2 separate regions of the Rattus norvegicus genome follow, and region 1 is linked to region 2. The links are chromatin contacts, called in public Hi-C maps. All regions are on one chromosome and are shown on one strand. Each heading gives the region's core, a stretch centred on a gene start, on an enhancer-like site or on the middle of the called end of the contact. The rest is flanking DNA. Distances are from core to core; before and after follow the strand shown.

Region 1 (6,695 bases), core at 1,535-4,034, 270 kb after region 2:
CGCAGGCTTTAATGTAAATATCCTAAATTCTAATATGCATAGGTTCACTGAGTTTTGGGCAGCTAGTCAGAAAAGGATTTTGTCTGTTTTCATGTAGTCAAAAAAAGGGATTTTGTCTGTTTTCATGCTGGAGATTGGACCCAGGACCCTGCACATACAGACTAGGTCTGCATCATGCCTAAATCTCTATCCCTGAAAAGCTTTAATACTAAGACTCACCAGCAGTTATCTAAAGGACACCAGAAACTAGATTACTGCCTAGACCCAAGTTAAAAACAGTACTGCCTGGTTCAAAATGCTCGGAGCTATAAATGCAGCAAGGGCGCCCCCTGATGGCAATTATTGTACATTGCATAGCTTGTGGTGCCATTTTTGGATCCCTTAGCAAGGCTTAAATAATAATAATAATAATAATAATAATAATAATAATAATAATAACCACCTCCCATATTTTTATCTATTTCGTCCTTAGTCTCAATCCTCAATGTGCCAAGTTTATAGCAGTTACAAAAGCAAGCGTACAGGACTTCAGGAACTGCACCCTGTCATGGGCCAGAGTTCCAGGAGCCAACACACAGGACCCAATGTTGGTGTTGGACCCTGTAAACCTGGGTTCCTCATTACTTTCCTATTAGGTCGTGGCAGATCACCTCAGTGTTAACTGCCATACCAGGACTTCCTGAAGATGATGATTATGGTGGTTTGAAAGAAAATGGTCCCATAGACTCATAGGGAATGGCAGGATTAGGAGGTGGGACCTTGTTGGAGTAGGTATGGCTTTGTTGGAGGAAGTGTGTCACTGGAGGTGGGCCTTGAGGTCTCAGATGCTCAAGCCAGGCCTATTCTCTCAGTATTTCTTCTTGCTGCCTGCTGCTCCGATTTAGAACTCCCAGCTCCTTCGCCAGCACCATATCTGCCTGCGTGATGCCATACTTTACACCATGATGATAATGGATTAAACCTCTGAACCGTAAGCCAGCTCCAGTGAAATGTTTTCCTTTACAAACGGTGGTCAAGTGTCTCTTCATAACAAAAAAAGCACAACTAAGACGGGAACTAAAGTATGTTCTTATCCACATATACTCTGATCAGATAGTTAGTGGAGTTGTTAAGAGTCAGAGCCTGGGCCCTGGTAATCCTAACACGCCAGGTTCACCCACTCAGCCACCTGCAAACAACCAACCAATGAGACATGTTTGAGAACCAGAAGAGGGAGATTTAGTCAATGCACCCGAATGACGGCACCAACCCAGCCTTCCAGAGGCCTAACATAAGATAGAGGGCAGGAGGTGTGCAATGGTTCAATATTCTGAGAGCCAAAAGAGCAGGGCTCAAGGCTCTTTAGAATATCTTCATTCCACAGATGGTTACACAATTCTATAAGTAGAAGGGGCAGGGACTTATGGCCAAGTACTGTGCTGAGCACCAGAGACAAAAACAGTCATGGTTTCTTCTTCGAAGCTTATACTCTGGGTGTTGTTTTGTTTTATAAAAAGAAAAAGAAGCCAGGGCTGTGTTTGGTAGAGGTGTTGTATGGTTCGGGGAATGGGGGTGCTTCTGCAGGCCCATGCTTGAAACATCCCTTCCCCCTGAGGGACCAGCCACATGAAGGTATAGTATAGAATAGAGTTTATTTAGGGCATGGGGAGGGGAGTTGAGGGAGGAAAGGCAGAGGGGGAGAGAGGGAGAGAGGGAGAGAGGGAGAGAGGGAGAGAGGGAGAGAGGGAGAGAGGGAGAGAGGGAGAGAGAGAGAGAGAGAGAGAGAGAGAGAGAGAGAGAGAGAGGAAGAAGAAAGAAGAAAGGGAGGAGGAGAAGAAGAGGAGGAGGAGGGGGAGGAGGAGGAGAGGAGGGTTGGGGAGAGGCTGGCCATGTGCACATGGAGAAAGGGGAGAGAGGATAGGGAGACAGGAAGAAGAGGGTAAGGGGAACAAGAGGAGAAGAGGAGAGAGGAGGGGGCAAGCAGCTCCTTTTTTATAGTGAGTCAGGCACACCTGGCTCTTGCCAGGTGACTGTGGGGCGGAGCCTAGAAGGAACGCCAACAGGTGTGGTTGGGGGCATAGGGGTGAAGATGGCCAATCAGCCTATAAATTATCCACTTCCAGTCACAACGATTGCTATAAGAATCTGGTTCAACAATAGACCAAATTAGGCCTGGAGCTAGAAAAGTTTTTGTGAGGAAAGAATAAGATGTGATGTACCTAAAATGTGACTTATAAGAAGGGCAACACCCCCCCCCCAGGCCTCCCTCTGGGGGTGGGGGGCCAGGGTTGAACTCTCTCACGGGACTTCCTTAGAGCCAAACAGGAGAGGTCAGCGTGGGACAGGAGTAGAAATAAATTTGATATCCCAAAGGGTTGTAACCTATCGTGAGAGACTGTGATCAGCTTAACCTTTGAGACTGGCTGGGCCAATATGAACTCCTCCACCGCCCCTCCCTGACACACAAAAAGTAAAATTAGTTTTATCAAAATAACAAAAATATTAACCCATTGTTAACCACATTTCCCAGATCATATTACTCAAGGAGGTCGTGGGGATGACCTCCTTTTGTTGTCAAAAGCACAGGCTGCCAGGCATAGAAACAGAGTTGCTGAATCACAGTCGCTAAATGATACGCTCCTAATCTTTCAATCAGTTCTGCAAGTGACTGTCGCCCACTGTAGGGAGGTCTGATTTCTGAGGGCTGCAGTGACTGAATAGGTTCTGAGCCTACAATTCCCATGCTGTCTCGCAAACTAGCGCGAGCGAGCCAATAGCCTGCCGGGAGTTGTAGTTTCCAACGGCCAGACACAGGCTATAAGAACATGGGCGATGGCTCCAGGAAACCAACCGTCCCACAATGCAAAGGTCGTTGGTGACGCTATTAGACGAGCGCCAGCAGCGCGGCCAGCGGGGAGCGCCGTGGTCCTCGCCGCCTCCCACCCTGCCGCCTCCGTCGCCGCCACCTCCGTGGGGCCCTCCGTGTCTGCGCAGCGCGGCCCACGGCTCCCGGAGGAGCAGCCGAGCACGGGGTCGGGCACGGGGCGCAGCCATGGCGGACAGTGCGGGAGCAGGTGCGGCGGGCCAGGCCTCGGGACCAGCGGGGGGCTCGAGTGGGGCGGGCGGCACGGTCAACCCCGCTTCGCTGCCTCCGGGAGACCCGCAGCTCATCGCTCTTATAGTGGAGCAGCTCAAGAGCCGTGGCCTGTTTGATAGCTTCCGCCGGGACTGCCTGGCCGACGTGGACACTAAGGTACCCGGGCTGCGGGGGACCGAGGGGGGCGGTCCACCTCGCCTCTTTGACGTGCCAGAGCCCGGAGTAAAACAAAAGGCACCTCCGGAGCCTGGAGGGACGCGCGGCGCGGGCCAGTACCGGTGACTTCTGTGGTGCACACACGACACCTGGACACTTAACCAGCTGTGATTTTTAATTTTTTTTTTAATTTTTATTTTAGTTCAGTCGCCTTTCTGAACTTAATGATTCTTTTATGGCTGCACACGTATATCCACTTCATACCCAAGGAACTCGCGTTTTACAACACTCGGGAAAGGCAGCGTACTTTAGAAGCTCTGCCCATTCTCTTGTTCACCACCCGGGAGGTGATTTTAAGCACCGGCTGGATTGGATAACACGTTAATAGCTATTCCCTTTCCTAACTGAATCATTTGCAGATTTGTATGAGGTCAAATTGGGATAAGCAGTAGAATCAGCACCTTATTTTATTCTGTTTAACTAATTTAAATGGAGTTAATGGCTATGTTAGATCCAGTGCCAAAGGCCAGTCTCTACAGCTAAAAATACCCTAATTCACCTCACTTGGAAACTTTGGAATGTGTGTCACGAGGCAGGTATATAGTAGTACCAAAACATTCCTTTTCCCTTTACAAAATTTGTTTGCCAAGATTAAGGTGGTGGAGTTACAAGTCTCTTTGCTGACTGAGAGGCTCCACAGGGTAGCCGTTGCCGTTGCTCAGGTTGCTCCTCGTGGTGTTCAGGCTGTGAGTCACCCAGGCAAGCGGGTTCAGTAGCCTCAGCTGTCAGCTGCAGGCTGCCTGGGCCTGTGCTATGTCTTTGATATGGGGTAAAGTCTGCCCTATATATACACATCTTAGGCCACAGTCTGCACAGGTAGGCCATCCTTCCTACCTCCACATTCTCGTAGAGAGAGACCAGAGCCATGCAGACACTGGCATGCTCTTTAGCAAGGATGGGCTGAAGAAGCGTTGTCTGCCTCCGGTTGGAGAGCAGGAGGCCAGGGGCTCGGAACAGTCCTTGTACTCACAAGGTAATTTCCTAGTCTTGTTCTCAAGCTCTGAGGAGGAGGATTCAGAGTAAGCGCCTCAGGCTCCTTTGAGGGTCACACACAGCTTTGCCTGGAAACTCTTCGCAGAGTAGCTTGGCTGTTGCTGTCATATGACTCCTGCTGAGGCTTGGATGGCTGTTTTCGTTTGGAGGGGGCCTTCCTTGGTGAACATCCTCTGTGAGTCAAGCAGACAGGAATGTTTGCATTTTAGAGACGGGAATTACTGAAAGTCCTGTGACTCGTAAAAAGTCAGTGCTTGGCCTAGAACCGTGTTCCTTCCAGAAACAGCTTGCATCTGTCCTTGGACACATGGAAGGAGAGGGTTTACTCCTTTAAGCCTGAAAGTCTAATGTCTAAATGAGGGCAGCATAATACTAATAGGCTCTCCCATGTGGGGTTTCTTTAAAAGCAGATTGACTTAGAGGCTGGAGAGAGAGCTCAGAGGTTAAGAGCACTGACTGCTCTTACAGAGGCCTTGATTCAATCCCCAGCAACCACATGGTGGCTCACAACCATCTGTAATGAGATCTGGTATCCTCTTCTGGCCTGCAGGCATACACACATTGTATACTTAATAAGCATAATAAATGTGTCTTTTTTTAAAAGTAGATTGACTTATATAGGCAGTGCCCTGCACTGTGCCCAGCCACTGCAAGACAGATAACCCTGCTGGCTGTTGATTCATAGCTGCTGTACTGCAGGTCAACTCTGAGGTCAGGTGGGAGCATGCTTAAAGAAGATGTGTTTCTATGAAAAGCAGTTTCCTGAATGGCTCGGTGCCATGACATTGGCACACACACTAACGTGGTCTCTTCTGAATGAATGTCTTAGCCAGCTTACCAGAACCTGAGGCAGAAGGTGGATAATTTTGTATCGACACATCTGGACAAACAGGAATGGAATCCTGCAATGAACAAGAACCAGCTGCGAAATGGGCTGAGGCAGAGCGTGGTTCAGTAAGTAAAGGTAGAGGCCCCAGCATGAATGCCACACAGGCTGGCCACAGTTCATGGAGGGCCTGGTCTGTGGTGCTTTGTAGCATCTGCTGTCTCGTGCATGAGTGAGGTCATGAGCAGAGCCCTGGGGTACCTGCTGCTCACTCTGGGCTGCTCCTAGGTGCCTGCCCTCAGAGGCGACTCAGGAAGGTCTGGATTCCAGGCTTGCTCTTCGCTCTCTGAAGCTTTCAGTGTGATCTGAACCTAAGAGTGTTTATACCAAGATGCCAGTGTGAGAGTGTGCAAAGTGAGCTCTGGATGTTCTATGACTGCGGCTGCTAAAGCATGGTGACACTCTCAGTCCTGTAAGGTTTGTTCTTTACAGAAACAAACTGAGCCTTTGTTAGGAGGTCCTGTAGCACACTCCCAGGAGTGGCCTCATTGTTACTGGCACGGTGGGGTGGGTCGTGGATTCCAAGGTAAATTTTTTTCTGTTCTGTCAGAATCCATTTTGGCTTTTAGCAACTAGGGCTTATGTTTGGCACTATTTAATCCACTAAACTGTTGAATAAAAGCTTATGAAGCAGGACTGTGAAAATAGAAACATCAGGGAATTGTGGTGAGAAAAGCAAATCTTGGAAAACTGAGGTATGAGTGCACTTGGTAATAGTTCAGAGATGTGTGGCCAGATGTGGCTGCCAAAGACATGTAGGGAGTTGGGCTGGGAGAGCCAAGCACAGGCTCTTAGCTGTGCTGGCGCATGCCCTAAGAAACCCACACAGTAAAGTTGTGCTGCCCCCCAGAGGCCTTTATGATAGAGGCTGGTCCCCAGCATTGTTGAGGTGATGGGAGCTGGTAGAAGATGTTGAGATCATGGGGCCTTCACCCCTTTGGCACTGAATTGGTTCTTTGAGAATCAGTTGTTGAGTTTAGCTAAATGTGATGCTACACTTCTGTCATCCCAGCACTGAGGCCGAGGCAGGAAGGTTAGGAGAACCAGGCAGGTTTGGTTATGTAATGAGTCCAGACCGGCCTTAGCTGTACAGTGAGACTTTCCTAGAGAAGGAAAGAAAATAAAAAGTCGGTGAGTTAAGCTGCTTTTCTCACTAGGCAGTGTGGCTTGGCATGTATGTGGTCAGCATCACGTTGTAATAGATAGGGACTTGAGAGACTCTGGGAGGCACGTTGCTGTTCACACCTTCTAGTCACTAGCATGGTGTATACCTCTTTCTACATACCCATTTCTACATGTGTGTTCAGCAACACAGAGAAGGCTGGTTAATGCAGGTCGTGTACTACAGTCTGGGTACTGGCACCATCTTCCTAGTGTTGATACTGTAGTGTGTCGTTCAGGGCACTAACACCAGACGTGTAAGGATAGGACGTATGAGCCTCTATATTTCCTTGAAACTTTTGACTATACAGTGATTTTGAAGTTTAAAAGAGTTTAAAAAGAAAAGGTTTTTTGCTGACAATC
Region 2 (6,934 bases), core at 2,538-5,037:
TCTAGAGAAGATCCGAGGCTTGTCAAAACAGAATGTTCTCTAATAAGAGACCTGGGATGGCTGGATAAATTTCAAATTCTTGGGTTTTCCAAATTCAGGGGCTCCCATCCTTGGGATTATGAGCGGGGGGAGGGGGGATACTGAGGGAATTCTCCGAGGGTAACTTTTAAGGAGGTAATATGATCAGAAAGGCGGGCAGCATACCCAGGATGGCAGATTCAAAGCCAGTGGCTTACGCGGAGGGATGTTTGTGTCTGTGGCAGTTGTACGTGCTGCTCCCAGTCAGTAGAAGCGAATTCAAACAGCTACAAAGCAGCTTCTCATTTCTAGTCCTCTAAGTGGGGACTGAGGATGGGACTAAGGAGACAGACTGTCGTGACAGGGTTTAGATGCAAACCTGGAACCTGGCACATATGGATGGACAACGGAGACAGCTCTGACAGTGACTGATGGGAGCCTGAGCTTCCCAGGGCGGTTTCAGTAAACTGTGAAGGCAAGTCTTAGAAACTGCCAGCTAAGAGAAGCTGAAGCTCCTGCAACCTAGAATTCCTGGGGCAAAAATACGCTGTCTCGCCCACTCCCCACCACTTCCAGAGGCTGGCTTCCATGCTGGGGAAAAAAACTGAGGAGGAAAACATCTTGCAGTCCATTTGTCTCCTGCCTTCCTGCTCTTGAGGACAGTGCATCATGGGAAGAAAGTACAGATACCTTACTTCCTAAACAGGGCGTCCTCGGGGTATGCTTTGCTGTAATTTATCATTGAAAACTTAAATGTACCTTAAAATATAAATATTAATGCATTACAACACTCGGTAGTCTACATGAGCCATGGACCAGATAAAAGCCAGCACGTGCAGCTCCTGAGCTGTGGGATTATAACCCAGAGACCATCAGTCTCTCAAAGAACTCAGAGTTCAAAGACAAAGGAGACTTGTTTTGACACCAGGGATGAGGGTCAGTGGCAGCGCATGTGCGTATTGTGTGGGAGGTGCTGGGCTTAATCTCCAGGAGGGAGAAGAGGGAGAAAGAACACTTAGATTGCAGGCTGACACAGCCCACCCCCAGACACCACACACCATACAACAGCACAAGAAGAGACAGCAAGGCCAAAGACACTCTTACAACCGACAGCTCTTACAACTTCAACTTCCGGAAGCCAGGGATGCCTGCCACGAGCATCACATGACTAAATTCTTTTTCACACTGGTTTGTTTGGCAGGGCCCAACAGGACATTCCTAGTGTTTTAAAAATGTTATAATCCCAACGAGGGAGTCTACTTATGCTAAGAAGAAATAAGTATAGTGAAAGAAATCTGAGTTAAAAGTTTTATTCATTCAACATCTCACATTACAAATATTTAAAAATTATATGCATACTGGTATAAATAGTCATTTGCAAACTATTTAATAACATTAATTTTCCACTAGCACTTCAACAAATGAACTCTTTTAAAAAAGGAACTGTGTTATATAACTTAAGAGTAGAACATACAAAAATAGGAACTTAAGGTGAAAATGACTTTAATAAAAAAATGAATTACCCTTATTTAAAATGCTAGAATAAATACTACAACCTCCCCATACACAGTAAAAACTATATGGAAATTCAGCCAAGTAGTACAATTAACTGACACACTTAAATAACGCTGCCTTCTGATAGTGTGAGCAATACACTGGGAAATTAGGGAGCAGTAAAAACCAGACACCCACTTGCTAAAAGTTTCACTTCCAAAAAATATAACAAAAATCTGATGAAATTATAAAAACTAATTATACTTTAAATTTTAAAAATATAAAAAATAAAACAGTTGAATACAATATTGTCCCAATTCTTACAATGCTATCAATCACAGTAGCTTTAAAATAAGATAATAAAATAAAGCAAATGACCAAAACCTCTTTTATTCCATTTTTAAAAATAATCTCAAATTTACATTAGTAGAAAGATTGATTTCTGATTCTTTTCTTTAGAAACACCAGCAAGAAAGAGGATTACTCTTAACAGTAGAAAATGACATTTTTTAATGTCTGCAATTAAAAACAAAGAATTACACTGCAAAGATCTTCCAAAGTGTGAGATAAGTATTGCACATAACTGGAGTGAGCTCGCCACAATTCATCACATTCAAGTTTTAAATCACCTTTTAACAGAAGATTCGACTCTTCAAAACAAAAGGGGTGAATTATCAAGTCTTTCCAACAGCACTCTCATAAAATGCTAAGTTCATTCACTGCAAGTTTTATTTTGCATTCTGCAGAGGTCTGTGTATGGAGAAGTAAATATATTATACCAAAGCCAGGGGATGGGGATGGGGTGGGGGGTCCTTTACATAGAAAATAATCAGAAACACTTTATTTTACATTGCAAAAATAACCATGTAATTACTCTGTAACTACATTGTAAATACATGGCTGGTGCCATGCTAGTGCGCTAGAACTACATGCTTGGTAAATTGAAGTGATACCCTAAAACCTGTAAACTAATTACATGTTAATAATGTTTGAGTTACATGGTAACTCCCAACTACAATCCCATGTAATCTGAAGGACATGTAATCATAAAGTTCAGAGTAATAGATAATCATTGTTTATGCCCTGTAAAGAAGTGAACCAATCATCTGTAAACACGCTTGTCACACAATCACAAGGAAATATTAGCAGAATAACAATTTCTTACATTAGTCATGCATACTAACATTACACACCTGTCCTGTGCCAGGCGATCTCGTTTTATTATATAGAATTTAAAAGAGCAGACATCTCTGAATCAAACAGGTAACATCAATTAATTAAGATTAAAAATGATTAAACATTCACCCAAAATGTCTGCATTTTATGAATAATTTAAAAAACTTAGTAAGAAGCTGTAGACAATTTTGTGGTTTTAAATTTCTATCCTATGGTTATGCAGTTAATCTCTTTTTGAGGAACTACAGTGTTATCTTGTCATTTTCATGCGAATTTTTTCCATTAATTTGTGACTTTACATAGACTATTTCTTAAATTATAGGTACACCAGTAGCTGGTGCTGGGGAAGGATGTTTAAGCAACATGCTTTCTCTTCTCTGCAGACTCTAAAATAGCATTGCCAGTGCACAACATTCATAATTTAAAATGTATGCAGAGCACTGAAATGTATAAAAAGCAGAATATAAGAAAATAAAATTTATTAAAATTATTTATATTAAAAAATGAAGTATATGAAGATCTCTCAGTAATAAAAGTACAAAAAGCTACTCTTTGCAATATGAAAAATTGAGGTATTGCATAAAGAGATATCCCGTCAGTGAAAAGTGTGCCTAAAAATGTTCACTGTTGGAAAAACAAGATATACAAAGGTAGTGCATAACAAATATACATCATGTGCATGACAAAATAAGTCAGCTACAAAACACTGTACCGAAATTCAGCAGGTCATGTACAAAGGGAAAAGTATTATTCAAAGCTAGTCCTCAAGCAGTGATATTTCTTGTTAACTCATCACACCTGTTTACTGAGTAGGAACAGCACGATAGCACACCCCAAGCCACCTACAAGCATTAAAGGAAGAAAGAGGCAAATGAACATTCCAATTAGAATCGCGTAGTTCAGGAGAAAGGAAGAAACGTCCCTGACCAGCTACGAGAGAGACAGCGCCTCCACCCCAGCTGCTTCGCTGTTCTGTTAGCAGGGTGCTCCTGCGAACAGTGCTCCCTCTTTCTTTGTTGGACTCTTAGACAGCAAGTGCCTCCCCCATTTTGACCTTTGGAACGTAACGGGTGTAGCTCATTCAAGCCTGTGTTAAGAATCAAGGGCTGCTTTTCCTGCAGACAGCACTGCGGGCAAGTCTTTGGTTCTGAAGGATCCAGGATGGTACTGTTAGGCAGCACAGCTAGCAAGACTGCACTTAGACTGTTGCTCACTGTGAATGCTTTGCACACTGATGTAATCCTTTGAACTACGGTAGGGCATTACGAAGAGAATGTCAATTAAACCAAAAGTCACTTCCATGACCAGGGCTTCAAGAGACGGCTTTACATTAGCCCCCGAAGCAGACTGTTCAGACATAAGAACATCTTTCAAAGCTAGGGTTGTCTTTATAATAAGCATGCATTACTTGATGAAGTTGGCACTTCAAACACTATGTCCCATGCTAAGTTCGGAAAGTGTATGTTATTGTACCTTATAGGAAGAGCAAGATAAACATACGGACTTTTGCACAGATTTACACAATTACTTAGTTCAACAGTGCAAAACACTTTGCAACTACTTGACTTTTTTTTTTAACCTTTCCCCCCCACATTTTCTATGTTACAACTAAATTACAGGATTCCAAAGTAACTTCAAATGGAAAACGAGGCCAATGGGCAGCTGGTCTGTATGTTGTTTTGAATCTTCCAGTTTTGGCTACAAGTGTAGTGTAACACGAAGTCAAAAACGATATCCTTGAGGTATGTCTACATGTGTTGTTTTTAATGTCAAAATGGAGAGCAAAGGCTGACACCTGATGACTGTTAGTAAATTAGGATATAGAGTTTATATATAACAACAAAAATAAAATTTATGTATTTGTTCTTCTGTTTTCCCACCAGACATCATTAATTCTAGCTTTGGTAGGTTTCCTGGGGCTGTGATTAGGAAGTCAGTTAAATAAATAAGCACACTCCCCTCAGTAGTAAAGTCACCCAATTCTTACATTCGGAATTTTAACAATTATGTCAAAGAAAATAAACTCAGCTGGCCTACTTTATTTTTTCTGATGTATGAAGGCATTTGAGGCATGGTCAAGCTATACTCGGCCTCAAAGCTCTGACGGTTACGCTGCTCAGTCTTACTCATGCATTCGCTCGCTCTGACATACTCTTTCCTGTTAATAACTGCTAACTTCCTCCACTGCTGTTACAGAATAGAAAGGGACAGAAGAGAGAGAAAGAGAGAAGGAATGAAAGAAAAGAAACAAGAGCCCTTCCCTGGGGAGACTGTGTCAGAACAGACAATAGTGTTACTGTTGGTGGTTATCGCAGTAAAGTTTTCTTATATCATTACCAGCAATTAAAACCCCAAAAATATTGTCTCATTTCTCTGTTAATATTTCTCTCCTCTAAGAAAATGCTACAGCAAGTTTGGATCCTCTTGGCCTCCAGCAAAACAAGAGAATTCAAACTTGCATGCAACATAATGGCAATGTGAAAATGGAGTTGGAACATACTGTTTGCAGTGACACGAGAGTCTACAAAAGACCTATGTTGTAGGTTGTTCTTTTCATTCTACGGCTGTTAGTTACACACTGCTGCACAGGCCATGCCAGCGTGAAGAGGCTGAGGAAGAGTCGGAATTAACAGAAGAGGGCACGCACTTCTTCTGAGGCCTGCAAAGGAGCCCTGGAGTCGTTCGCTCTTCAGTTCCAGCGGAATGAGATATGCCGAGGGCGGTCGCCACCTTCCTTCACCAGGGGCTTGTGGAATTCTCTGCCAGCACGAGAGTGAATAGCAGCCCAGCAATATTCACAGTAATACTGCAGACAGGTAACATTAGCACAGAAAAATGGAGCAAATTTCCCCCCGCAACGGGCCCCCTGACATTCATCACACAGCTGGTCGTCCAAGACATATGGCTTAACCTCCACCTGCATTGGAGAGAGAAAGGGGAGTTGGCACTTCAGAACCACGTGCGTGCACACTCTCATGCTGTGCTCGACCTTCCTGTGCCAAGGCGCCACGGGAAGGAGCAGTGATGCACCTCACTCACAGCAACGAAGATCCGCCATTTCAAATAGCTTTTCCTAAGATAGTTACACCTACCATTTAACATGCTTATCATGTTAAAATAAAGTCTCAAACAAAAAAAGGCAAAAGAATTTTATCAGAAACTATCATTACTGAAATTATAATTTAAGCAAAACCATCTATGCACTTCCTTCTTTCACAAAATGTGTACTGCGAGGTTCAATGGCAAGGAGATGCCTGATGTCTGCCTCGGAAACGTCTGAGTGGTTGCTGGGCCTGGCTGGTGGTTTAAGTGTGTACATCTTAGGTTGCAAACACAGGGCTGGAGTCTGGTACAACATGATGGGGCTCCCTTTTCCCTTTTAATGAGTAGGCTACTTGAATCTAAAAGTGAGGGGTGACTTTCCGGCACTGGGCCTGAACCAGTGTTCAATAGGCCAGCTGTTATCTGAGTCTTTTGGGCATTAGAGTGACCTGGTCATTACCTCACCAGCTACAAAAGATTGGCAACGCTTGGTCTTGGGAGACTCCTGGATGAAACCTCCTAGGACTTGTTTAGATGAGGAAGGGTAGCTAGGCTTTAAGTCTCACATTGCAGAGGATCTGGAGAGGGGCTAAACATTGACCCAGGGATTTCACTGTAGAAAACCAAAAGTAAGCATTTCTAATGATGCCCTCCCAGCTCTGAAGCACACACTGACAGGGAGTGTGACTGGAAAGCAGGAGGCATGTGACTATGCTACAACGAATCCCACACCAGTCACTTGTAGCTATAGCACAAGCTTCCTCTGTATCCATATCAGGGAACGACCACAGACATTGAGCACACATGACCTGAAACAAGGAGTATAAAACACCACTGGCTCATGCTAACAGCTCAGACTGAAAACAGCACAGTAAAAACCAACCAACAAAGACTGCAGAGTACAGTGCACCATGTTGGCTGCCAGTATCAGTCCCAAGGGGAGTGCCAGTGTACATTAAACACAGGTCTTACATTAGATGGTGTACCATTTCTAGAACTTTCCAGACACATCCAGAACTTACCCGTTTATCTATCTCTCCATGCTGCAGCTGAACAAAGCGAGCACTGATAGCAGCTATGTAACTCTGTTGATTAGAAAACGCTACTCGTCCAGCTCCTTTTGGGTATTTGAGCTCTGGGTCAGTATCGATTCCAGCATAGCAGACGCCTCCATACAGCCGGTCCATTATCATTGCAAGCTCCA

What was found. Hi-C and Micro-C count contacts between places; a contact is called where the count stands out from the background.
Region 1: a Hi-C map of kidney shows a contact between it and region 2, with 5 times the contacts expected there. The contact joins the promoter of Bod1 here to the enhancer-like site in region 2. A contact is called at or near these places in 12 of 12 Hi-C or Micro-C datasets (the A7r5 cell line, the Rat2 cell line, Schwann cells and 7 more) and 1 of 1 datasets of contacts at active chromatin or transcription factors (oligodendrocytes).

The regions. Positions count from the first base shown.
Region 1 is chr10:16,495,134-16,501,828 of GRCr8, forward strand. It overlaps Bod1 (biorientation of chromosomes in cell division 1), which reads left to right and starts at 2,785. Exons shown (of 4, transcript NM_001013854.1): 1 at 2,785-3,232; 2 at 5,115-5,239. The coding sequence starts at 2,840.
Region 2 is chr10:16,220,959-16,227,892 of GRCr8, forward strand. It overlaps Cpeb4 (cytoplasmic polyadenylation element binding protein 4), which reads right to left. Exons shown (of 9, transcript NM_001106992.1): 8 at 6,753-6,934; 9 at 4,714-5,605. The coding sequence ends at 5,378. Among named protein-coding and RNA genes, the nearest start is that of C10h5orf47, 26 kb to the left of the region's middle. Within about 2 kb of position 3,788, at least 2 of the 93 cell types and tissues checked have an H3K27ac peak or open chromatin away from gene starts, as enhancers often do. A contact at or near this core is called in kidney, where this site is marked.